2 separate regions of the Rattus norvegicus genome follow, and region 2 is linked to region 1. Evidence: chromatin contacts called from public Hi-C data. All regions are on one chromosome and are shown on one strand. Each heading gives the region's core, a stretch centred on a gene start, on an enhancer-like site or on the middle of the called end of the contact. The rest is flanking DNA. Distances are from core to core; before and after follow the strand shown.

What was found. Hi-C and Micro-C count contacts between places; a contact is called where the count stands out from the background.
Region 2: a contact with region 1 is called in a Hi-C map of Schwann cells, with 3 times the contacts expected there. The contact joins the enhancer-like site here to the promoter of Arhgef26 in region 1. A contact is called at or near these places in 3 of 12 Hi-C or Micro-C datasets (Schwann cells, kidney and liver).

What each region holds. Positions count from the first base shown.
Region 1 is chr2:148,886,898-148,892,853 of GRCr8, reverse strand. It overlaps Arhgef26 (Rho guanine nucleotide exchange factor 26), which reads right to left and starts at 3,431. Exons shown (of 14, transcript NM_001427682.1): 1 at 1,819-3,431; 2 at 980-1,019. The coding sequence starts at 2,895.
Region 2 is chr2:148,930,116-148,936,071 of GRCr8, reverse strand. The region is part of intron 5 of Arhgef26 (Rho guanine nucleotide exchange factor 26); the gene reads right to left. Among named protein-coding and RNA genes, the nearest start is that of Arhgef26, 44 kb to the right of the region's middle. Within about 2 kb of position 2,616, at least 3 of the 93 cell types and tissues checked have an H3K27ac peak or open chromatin away from gene starts, as enhancers often do. A contact at or near this core is called in Schwann cells, where this site is marked.

The DNA.
Region 1 (5,956 bases), core at 2,182-4,681:
TTTCCCCAGTTATAGAATCGAGGAGATGGATTTATCCCAACTAGTCAAAGTACCACATTTGGGTTTCTTCCCCAAATAACAATTACTTTCTACAATCAGTACACCGACTTGATAAATTACTCATTTGTTGTTCTGCAGGAACTATTTCACAGTCATCCAAAGTGTATGTTTTACATCTGCAAGGTTTTCTATTAGCTTTTTTTATGGAAGAGCTTCCTTCCCTTCATTCTTCATTAAAGGATGGAAACCCTCAGCATTTCAAAGCAGTGAAGAAAGTCGGTCTACTCAAGTCCCCAGGAGCTTCCGGGCTGCAGCTGGGACTGTTCCCTCTGCTCCGCCCAGTTGGCCCCTTGACCCATCTATTTACAGAGTCCACTAATCTGATTAGCATGTGAACACCTGGCTGAAGCTGCTTTTGTTTTTGAAATTCTCAACAACAAATAATACACAGGTTAGCAATCCCCAAGATTAAGGGTTGGTTTTTTTCTTTCTACCAGAAAACCTACATTTCCCCAAAGGTGAAGCTTAGGAGGAAAACAGGAAGTCAGAAATAAAACTCAAATGTGGAAATACTGCAAAAAGAATATTAAGAAAGAAAAAAAGTGGCCTGAGGAAATACCACAGAGGATCCAAGCTTCAGGCTCAAAGAGCCTGAGTGAGGAGCTAGGGCTCCACCCCCACGTAGTGAGGCAGGTGGGGATGGAGCCAAGCTAAAAAAAAAAAAAAAAAAAAAAAAAGGAAAAAAGAAAGCTTTCAAGATGTCAACTGAAAAAGTTACCAGCTTATAAACAACACCCCCCCCCCATGGATAAACAAAGTTGGCATGGTGAACACAGCTTCGTACTGGATAATCCAAGACTAAGTTAGGCATTCTTGTTTTTGTCATCTCAAGTGTCTTTGTTACTGCAGTCAGGTTTCAAATTTTAATTGATGTACCATATTGAAGCTGCAATAAAAGTCTGGAAAATTCAATGCTTACCTTCTCCATCAAATGTTCCTTGTCCTTTCAGCATTTTTTTCTAAGAGACAAAAAAAAAAAAAGGAGAGAAAAGCAAACTGTGTATGAATAAGCCAAGTACAGCTATTTTAAGTTAAAAGTTCCTTTTTGTTATTTCCTTCAGATTTCCAAAAGCACATGGCAGAGAATCCCCATGGCAATAAACCGCAACAATAAAATAAAGTGTAGAGCGTCCCCACATCCCGTTAAACTAGAGAAAGAATCCTCGAACGACCAGCGGTCCTGCTCACGTCTCTGTGATTCACTCTCACTGTTAAACTGAACTTTGCTCCCCCTGACAGCTGGGGGAGGGGCACATAAAATGTTATGTAATGTCTTCCCTTTAAGACTGTATGTCTAAACTAAAACAGGCTTGCTTGTGTATTACATGTGTGACATTTCTATAGACTGGTGCCGGTTGTCTGATTAATCAAAAAAAAAAAATGTGACTGCCCTCTTGCTTAGATCTCTCGTGTTTCTAAGAAGGTGGCACATACTCCAAACATCCCTCTCTGGCTGGCCCTTTTCCTTTAGGTCACATTGTAAAAAAAATATTTAGTAAGGCCAACTGCTAGGCCCATATTAGGTTACAATATCTCTCACTTTCATACAGATTCTAAGCTATTAGTTTGTAAATAATAATAATGATAATGATAATTATAATGATAGTTAATAATAAAGCACAAATATGGGGCATGGTTACTGAAAAAAACAAGGCAATGCACTGTTCCATGATTTCATGTGCTATGGGCATTCAAAAAATTTCCCCAACACGTTCACATTGGATTTAATGAATGGCACGTGAGCCAGCCCAGTCTTACCTTTATCCTTCCCAAGCTAGAGAACTTCTCCTTGTCTTCCATTACCGCCTTCAGGACAGGCTGGGACATTCTGTTCTTCTTCTTTGAGCTGGTGGGACTGTCAAAATCAAAACCGCTGACCACTGCCCTTCGGTAAGATGTGGACCGCAAGCCTCGCCGAAGGGAGCCCGGGCTGTCTATGTCGTTGTCGGCTTCGCTTTCCTCCCCTTCGGGGCCCAGGGGTGCTCCCAGTCCCTCCACCATGCTGCGCACCTTGAGAAGCCTCCTGTGGGGCTCTACATTCTGACTGTTGGATTTACTCAGTTTAATTTCGGAGGCAAGGCTTTTGGGGATAATCTGCTGCTTTCCCATCTTGAGGGCCGCCGGGCTGTTGGTACTCAAAATCACGGAAGGGTTCGGTAGCTCATTCCCTTGGGAGGGCAGCCTTTGGAGGGGCAGTTTTTGTTCTGAAGACCTGTGCTGGGGGGCAGGAGAGAGTCTCGAGGGGGACGGCTCCAAGTCCCCAGCAGACTGACCAGTTTGTGATACTGGGCCAGATGAGTCGGTTTTCGGGGCAAGGCCATTCGCAGTGGGTGAAGATACCTTACTGGCAGTCACCCTGGTGCGGTCCTCACCCGGGGCGCTAGAGGCTGGGATGTCCGGAGTCCGCGAGGCGCGCGACAACAGCGCCGCGGGCGAGGACACCGTGCCATTAACAGCGGACTTCGGGGAGCCTCCAGACGCCGCGTAGGAAACCAGGGGTGACTTGGGTCGTCGAAGTCGAGGAGAAGCAGCTCTGTAGTCCGGGGACACCGTGCGACCATTGGTCACCGGCCTCCGATGTGCGCACAGAAGCTGGGGGCTCCTGGACACTGTCCTGCCCTCTGGGCCGGCGGGTACAGGGACCGGAGTCTGTGGCGCGGGCAGAGCAGCTAGCTCCTCCACCGGGAAGTCAGTGATCAGCAGCCCGCTGGGGCTCTGGTACGACTGTGGCCGCGGCTTGCTCCGGCCGAGCAACTGGAGCGGAGGGGTAGACCGTCTCCGCCACAAAGGGGTGACGCCGTTGCTGGAAAAATCCACCTCGCTTTCGCCGTCCATAGCGGGGCCTTTGGGCCGGCCCCAAGAGGAGGAAAGCTTCTCAGGTTGTCTAAGAGGAAGGAACTTTGCCTCCGGACAACTAGTATTGTCTGGGAGCCTAGCCGGGGTCCAGTCCGGCGGTCACACGGGTGTCGCGCCGGACTCGGCAGCGCCTCACTTACCCGCCCTTTCTCGGGCACAGCGCCTCCCGCCACGCTGCGCGACCGAGGATTGAGATCCGAGCCGCAACCGATTAGATGAATCTGGTCTCTTCTGAGTCCTTCCCGCGCCCCAAGCCGGTTGGCACCTAGAGAGCTCGCCGCCACTGCAGGACACTTGGAAAGAGTTCAGCTGGCTGGGACAGCTTGCCGCGGGACACTCCCCCGCGTCTCCATCTAGCCGCCCGCCCCGCGCTAGTACAGCCTGCCCCCGGTGCGCGGTCTCCAGCGCGCTCACCCTTCCTGGCGTCCAGAGCACGGACCAAAGAGTGCTCCCAGTCCCCGTGGGTGGCCTGAGTCCTCACCAAAACTCGGAGGCAAGCGCACAACCCAACTTCGCAGAGGCCCGCGGCGCCAGCCCCGCCCCCGCGCTACGCCCCGCCCCTCTTGGCCCCGCCTCAGCACGCCGGGGAAGCTCGCACTGAGGCGCCCTGCAGTTCCCGCCTACGCCTGCCCTGAGAGCGCTCCAAGTGTTTGCAAACTGGACGCGCACACCTGAGCTGGGTGTCCAGACCGGAGTACTGGAATGTAGGAGCGCGGGCGACCGCCCTAGGGGCCAGCTACAGGGCGCGGTCGCAGCTCAGAACACAGCATGGGAATGATCTTGAGAGCAGGGAAAGGGGTTCTTAATGATCCCCGAACTATGGAGATTGGAAGGGTGAACCAAGTCGGAACCTGGTGCTGCTGTGCCATTTCACTGGGCCACTTGCGGGTCTTCAAACTGCACCTCACTCCGGCGTCTCACTTCGGGGTCTCATTCCTGCCTGTGCTTGCAATGTGGACTCAAGAGGAAAACTGGCTAAAAGGCCAGGCGAAACGTAACTCTGCATTTCATAATCTTTGGGCCTTGTATGTTTGCAAGTCACACAGTAAAAGTAAACAAAATACAAAATATTTATTTAGTGTGTATAATATAAATTGAAAATGTGTGTAGAATAAAATACCTTACAAGGAATACATAATAAAGCCTTATTCGAGATTAGTAGTCTGGATAGAGGTGGGCCTACCCCTACAGCCTAGTCTTTTCTCACTACCTTTATTTAGCCAAGCCAAGTGCACAGCCTTAGAGTCTTCACACTTATTTCTTGGCCTTCTGGCTTGTTACTCCATTGGAATGGGAGTTGGAATACTCCCTACTGTTTATTTCCCCAACCACCTGATCTCTTTCTTTTCTACACTACTCAAAATCCGTACACCTGTATGCTTATATGTTTATGTATTAATACTTAATCTATTCTGCCTTCCCATTGTAATTTTGAAGAGGGCAGGGGCCATGTTGATAGTTCACGCACACAGTAGATGATAAATATCTGTGGAGTGAGAAAATGAATGAGAGAAACGAACCTGGGCCAATGATCATTCGTCTTTTGGATGTTGGTTGCCAAGTTGGCTCTGTCTTAGTGAAATTCCAGGTATGTAAGAATAATGAGGCGACCTGAGAAGACATGATTTTAGTCGGTTAGATCTGTAGAATTGGTTCTGTTAGCAAGACATATGGCAGTCTCCATGCTTTCAAAGTTCACGTGAGCAGCCACTGTTTAAAGCCTGTGCTTCTTTCTGCTTTGGTGGTGAAAGGAAGGGTGATGTTTATCGTGTTTCTTCATATTTTTGTGTACTTACCAAAGCTGCACGATAAAGATCTTTGAACTGAGAAACGTCCTTGAACTCGAAGAAATGGAATCAAAATGTTTATCAAAATAAATTTTAAGAAAATTTAACAATAATTTCATATGGAATGCAATAGATTCTGTGTTCATCTATGGAACCTTAGTATAGGGAATTTTCATATCAATAATAAGTTTAACTCCAGAAAGTGTGGAGTTGATAAATGGCAAGTTTAATAGGGGTCGAAATACAATCTGTGATCAAAGTTAAAAAGCTGCAAGTAATGGCGAGAGAGGTTAGTGTCTCTGTAAAGCATGTTGGTTCTTGAGTTGTGACTTGTGATGAAGAAGTCATGGTCTGCTCACCTCCTTCCTAAGCAACAGCCTACTCCCAAAACAACAGCAAAAACACCAAACCCTGTTCTTTCACTAAGGAAAATTTGCAAGCACACAGACCAGTGTTTTAGCTTCTACTTAATTTATTGCATATTTTCAAATCTAAGGCATAGTCAATTGGTTGCTGTGATGCTTAGTCTTATGTCACCTTGATATATAGTCTGCAGTCCGAATGGAGGGAACCTTAAAGGAGAAAATACCTCTGTAAGATCCAGCAGAATGGCACTTTCTTAGTGATTGCTGGGGAAAGGCCCAGCCCCTTTGTGGGCAATACCACTCTTGAACCGGTGGTCCTGGGTTCTCTCAGAAAGAAGACTGAGCAGGCCTTGGAAGCAGCCTGTCTACAGACTCTGCATCAGCTCCTGACTCCAGGATTCTGCCCTGTTTGAGTTGCTGTCCTGGCTTCCCTTGATGATGAACAGTGATATGAAAGTATAAGCTAGCAAACGTTTTCCTCCCTAACCGACCGGCTTTTTTAGCGTAGTAATGTGTCACAGTCATAGAAGCCCTAACTAGGACAAATGAATTGCAGTGTCTTATGGAATTCCTTATACTTACTGAAAAGATACTTTTTAGGTTAGCTTAGACAATTTTTTTTCTATTGTGCACATATACGAAGTGTAAAATATAAGCAGAGTAAATTGGTTGAAGTTTTATACTATTTCTCTAGAACACTTTTGTTTTCACACAGCTATTAGTATGTGTGGCTTTTCCCCTACAAAAAGGCACCAATAGAACAATATTTCATTTTTACATTTTCCAGTTCAGGGGATTTATTTATCGCAAACCTAAAATTTTACTATATTTCCACTATACAGAACAGCCCACTTAATTCTGCTTTGTAGAATTTATCGAGGTTAGTTA
Region 2 (5,956 bases), core at 1,367-3,866, 44 kb before region 1:
CAGATGGCTTTTCCTTAAGATGTATCGACCGCCCATTACCAAACCCTCAAAATGTATAAACCCTCCAGAGGCAGGAAAATATGTGAAAAACTATGTATTCAAACTAGATGTAGGGTCTCATATTTTGAACTGAAGCATGACTCAGGTTTGGAATTTCTTTGAACAATATATCTTCATATTGCTACTAGACGATTTATTTATTTGAAGTATAAAAATGTTTTATTAAGTACACTATGTTTCACATGTTAGTTGCCCGATTTTCATAGTTACTTTTAAATATAAACAATTAACAACTTATAATAACTACCGTATTTCTAGATAGGTGAAGGCCATTACCTTATGAGGTCAAGCTCATGAGTAACAATGGCAGGAACAATAATTATGAGGTAAGGAAGGTCACTTCCTGGTTCCCTGCACCAGGTGAAACTCCCACTTTGAGAATTTCCTATCTCTCTGACATCTCTTCCACACATGTGTATCTCACCAAGTCAGAGTCACACACACACACACACACACACACACACACACACACACACACACACACACACACACACTGTTCCTAAGGAGAAGAAAACAGAGAAAGTGCCAGCATATTTGGAGAGTAGGGCAAGGGAGGAAACGATACTGAGTGGTTTTTTTCATTTAAAACTCTGGCTATTTGACAGACCAAAAGAAAAGTCACCAGCATCTGTGCATAAACTCTCTGTCTGTGTTCCTCTGGAAACTACAACCAAAGCTGCTTTATTGGAGACTCGTTCTCACAGCATAGTCTTTGATAGCCTTTGAATTTTTCATGTATACAATTATTATTTGGAGTGGTGGAAGGCAGACCCTCCAAACCACCATTTCCTGGAGTTGTAAATCAAGAGTAACTTCCTCCAGCCTCCAAGGAGGGGCACACAACTACCAAGGGAAACGCAGACACCAGAACTGGGTCAAGAGCAATTCTGGATCATGCATACTTTCATACTTTCTGCCTACACATCAGGCTCTTTCAAGAAATCCATTAACTTTGTCCAAATATTGTGCTGTATTTTCCTTGAAAAAGGTGCAAAGCTCTGTGATTTGCTTACAAAGCCTTCTTTCCGCCTGTTTTTATTTTATATATAACTTTAATTTTCATTCTCAAAGAAATAATTTTAGACTCATCTCCTATTAGGACATTGGCTTTCAACCTGTGGGTTATGACCTCTTGATCTCATATCAGATATCCTGTATATCAGATCTTTGCATTACGATTCATAGCAGTAGGAAAATTACAGTTAGGAAGTAGCGATGGAATAATTTTACGGTTGGGGGTCACCACAGCAAGGGGAACTGTAAAGAGTTGCAGCGTTAGAAAGGTTGACAACCGCTGCTTTATGATCATTTACTTTCTCAAACTAATCCCAAATTTCAAAAATATTATTGTGACACACATAGCTATACTTTTCAAGACATCCCCAAGGTTTTCACCACTTTCAGGGCCTAATATGAAGACACACAAGCGAGCCTTCGTAAAGTTAGCCAGTCCCATCTCTGTGAGGCTCACTGTTCTGACCCACATACCACTGGAAGAATGTACAGCCGAGAAAGGCACCATAGTATGGAATTACTCTTCCCTTCCAACTGGTGATAACACTGCTTCAGTAAAGACTGAATGCCACTGCTTTGGATCCTTGGGTTATTCTGATAAGCATCAGCCCTTCACTGAGGAGAAGCTCACTAAGTAGCTGATAGGAAGAAGGCGGGGAAGTAACCAACCCAAGAATGAGATTGAGATTCCACGCTCTGTTATCTGGCAAAGAAATATGGTCAACAAAAGCCAGTCTTCAAAGTTGTGAATTAGTTCAAGCTTAGAAAGCCAAAATAAAATAGGCAAAGTCAAGTGTTTCTCAACTGAACATCCCTAAAGAATACAGAAGAAAAAAAAGTGATTTTTTTTCATACGCTTTTATCAGCAGCTTATAAGGGGAGAGTTTTAAATCAAAATAATATTCTTCAAGAATAGAAATCGCGTGGTCCAAAGATAGTGCTAAGACAGCTCTCGAACTGTCACTCTAGGAATAAGGTAGCAAGCGCACCAAATGCGACGAGCTAACTCCATGCTCATCATACGTGTATAGTACACCAGGAATCCAGATGTTGGCCAGGAAAGAGGAGAGAGCAAAGGTCCAAAGCCAAGGGTAGAGCGAGCACAGCCGAGGCAAACCAACCCTTCCTCAGAACGAGTACTTCTTAAAACCTGCCCCAAGGATCAGCTGCTCCCAAGTGTAAAGACAAGATGACTGCTAAACCTGTAACACAGAGGTTAAAAATCATCCCTCCTAAAATATCTGACCGTCAGAGAAATCTAAGAAAGGAATTCACTGCCTTAATAAGTTGGGCGGGGTCAGGGAGGGGGGGTGTTTAGTTGTGTGTGTGTGTGTGTGTGTGTGTGTAGAATTTCAGCTTGCGAGATGGGGAATTGAAGACACCTGGAAGGCGACTTCCAGCACACTCTTCAAGGGATCCACATACACAAGTGCAGGCTTCTATCTGTATGAGTAAATGGGCCTCGAGTCACACACCATGCAGAGAAGTAGGACCCTTCTGCAGGCTGCAGGCGAGCACAAACCCTGCCATTGTGCCCCGTTCTGCTTCTCCAGATGGGTCTCCTCTCAGAAAAGACATTCCAATGAACTCCCAATACAAAAGCAGTTTGCTAGTTACAAGGAGACCTTTGTCTAAATCCCCAACAAGTGACAGGGTCAATCTGAGCCAATCTTGACATTTCCATGGAGCTTTTCCACAATCTTTTTTTAAAAAGCCCAAGTCATTTCCCGAAACCTTTTTGAAATCCAAAGAAAACACTGTGTAGATAAAGTCTCTGTTAAGACCTATACCTAACACCATTCACTAGATGAGTTCCTCAGAATATTCTTCTAGACATACAATGACTTAATCCATAGTCTGAAAAAAATGTAGAGAATGGTAATAATATACCAACTTGACATTTAAGATATTATTCATCTCTCTTTAGAATACAGAAAATGAATTTTTAAATTTTTAAAGGAAATGCATTTTCAGAGCTTTTTACACAAAGCTGAGGTCTTGAGAAATTGAAAATTTGATGACAGATTGCTCAATATTTACATTACCACTTAAGAGTTGATGAATCCTTTCACTTAAATCTTGGGAGGCTCTCAATTTTTTTTTTTACTAAAGTTTATTTTGGAGATATACTTTTCATACTGAGTACCAAAAAATTATAAATCTGAAAATGAGTCCCCACTTTCCAAACATTCATGTTCCTTTTCTTCCTCAACTTACTCTGGAGGTGATTGAAAGAATTTAACGTAAGCTAAGCTGCCTTCTTAACAATGAACTGTGAACTGTCAGACGCTCCTATGACCTATTAGCTTACTTGTAGATTATACTGTGGCAATGCAACGAGGGGGGCAGAGGGTGGGGTCCATGCAGGGTCCGTTCAGAGGCAGCTTATAGTAAAGTAGACAATCGTCCTTGCTTACACTGGCAACGAGGACATAACAGGGACATAAAAAGAGTGTGTCTCGGAACATGTGATACCTTTGTTTGTAAGTCCTCCATGTTTGAGGAAGTCAAAGCTATTCAGATATAAGAAGTATTTACAGTTTTGACTCCAGTAGAGGATGCACACCAAAAGGAGTAAATCATAGTGATTTTGTGTGTGTGTGTGTGTGTGTGTGTGTGTGTGTGCATGTGTGTCTGTGTGTGTGTGCATGTGTGTGGGTGTATGTGTGTGTCTATGTGTATGTGTCTGTGTGTGTCTATGTGTATGTGTCTATGTGTGTGTGTGCATGTGTGTCTGTGTGTGTATGTGTGTGTGTGTGTATGGGTATGTATATGTGTGTCTGTGTGTGTGTGTCTGTGTGTGTGTGAGCATGTGTGTATGTGTGTGTATGTGTGTGTCTCTGTGTGTGTGCATGTGTGTGTGTGCATGCGTGTCTGTGTGTGTGTGTGTGCTTGCTAGAACCCTAAGTTGAAATTTAGTTCCTCAGCCTAAACTCTTCTTACCTGCATTACACGTGTATCTTTGATAGGTTGTCCAATGTAAATACATCTGAGAAATCAAAAACCTCGTTTATTTTAATCTCATTTAAGCAGTGAGTTTAAGAAGATTCACATAGTTACTTTGGCTCAGATGTCTACTCAGAAAGGTATCTGAAAAAGATGAAGTCAGATAACATGACAAGTGCGGGAAATACGGGAGATTCATGTTTCAGTGCTAAAAGTGAACGCACCAAGTTAGCAGCAGACAGAATACTCACAACAGCGTTGCCTCTGTAACTTCATTTATCAGCCACCCTTCTCCTACTTAAACCAAGTGCTAGATTTAACTTGGCTAGATTGTCAAGTTTACATTAAGATCTTTTCTACTGCCAAAAATAAACTGGGTGGTCTTGCTTGTTTTACTCACATTGGCAGAGTCAAAAAAAAAAAAAAAAAAACCCTCCATGAAATGGTTTAAAATCCACAGCTGCAAATGCAAGGCAGATGAAATATGGCAACTCAGCCCCAGCCATTGTTTCTTTTTCCATAGATTTCAACTCTAGTTTAAGGTTGATCCCACTGACTAAGTTCTCACAGTGTAGTGGGCTCCAGTTGGGCTCTTTATCGAAACTTAAATCTCTGTGCGACAACTCAGAACGCACAGGCTCTTGGAACTTGTGCAGGGCAATGCATAAAGGTGGGGCAGGGGGATTGTGGTGACCCCAAAGGGCTGCAAAAAAGTTAATCAGAACAGTCCAGCTGGCAGCTCGAGCATGCTAGGCGACGGCCTTTGCCAAACACTGATGGGAAGACCTTAACACTTACATGGGAAACATCAACCTGAAGGAGAAATAAATCACTAGGGTTTCGTTACCAACTGAGTCTTAACTAATACATTCCCTATGACTGCGGGGGCCTTCATTTGCTTTGACTCCGACTTCATTCAATGTCAAAATAAAGAAAACTGCTAAAATCGTATAATAATGTGCTGTGGCCCACCTAATGTTCTAGTTGGCATCACTGTTGCTGTAATAAAACACTGACCAAACCAACCTGGGGGAAGAAAGTGTTCTTTGGCTTACGCATCCATATCACAATCCATCATTGAAGAAGTCAGGGCAGGAATCTTCGGACGGGAGCTGAAGCAGAGGCCACAGAGGAGTACTCCTCTCTTGCTTGCTCAGTCCACTTTCTTACAGAACCCTGCCTCAGGACCACAGTGGGCTAGGCCCTCCCATATCAATTATTAGTCAAGAAAAGATCCCACAGATATGGAGGCAGTTCCTCAACTGAGGTTCTCTCCTTCAGATGACTCTAGTTTAAGGCTACTCTTTAGCGTTACTCTTTCTTGACCAATGCTGGCAGAGGCAATTAGAGGATTAAAAGCAAAAGTTAGAAAAACAAAACCCAGACATATTTCAGATATCTCCATGAGGAAAGATGCTTGTGTCTGTGACTGAAGACCAGAGCTCGATCCCTTGAACCCACATAGTGGAAGGATAGAACCGACTCCTACAAGTTGCCCTCTGACTTCCGAGCACAGGCTGTGGCATGCATGCCCCCACACAGACATACACATGCCTCCCACCCTTACAAATCAATGTTTTAAAGTATTTCCAAACATTTGAAAGAGAATGCTTAGATGACAGCTTGCGTCATGTTGTGCTAAAGACTTTGCCTAAGTTTCTTAGTTATCAAAACAATTTATAGGATAGAGTTTTTCTCATAAAAGAAGGGGAAAAAAATAAGCCCTACGCTTTAGAATCAGTAAAGTCTTTCCGAACATGTCCCTAAGACGGCTGCATGAAGGAACTATAAATTTCAGTTTGTTGCTTCCTGCTCATGTTGGCAACAGAAATGGTGTATTTGAAGATAAATACTATTGATGACATGTGTAAAATGCTATGATAATAACTATTTGACAAAAAAATAAATAAAAAGGGCAAAGGGTACAGGTGTCCAG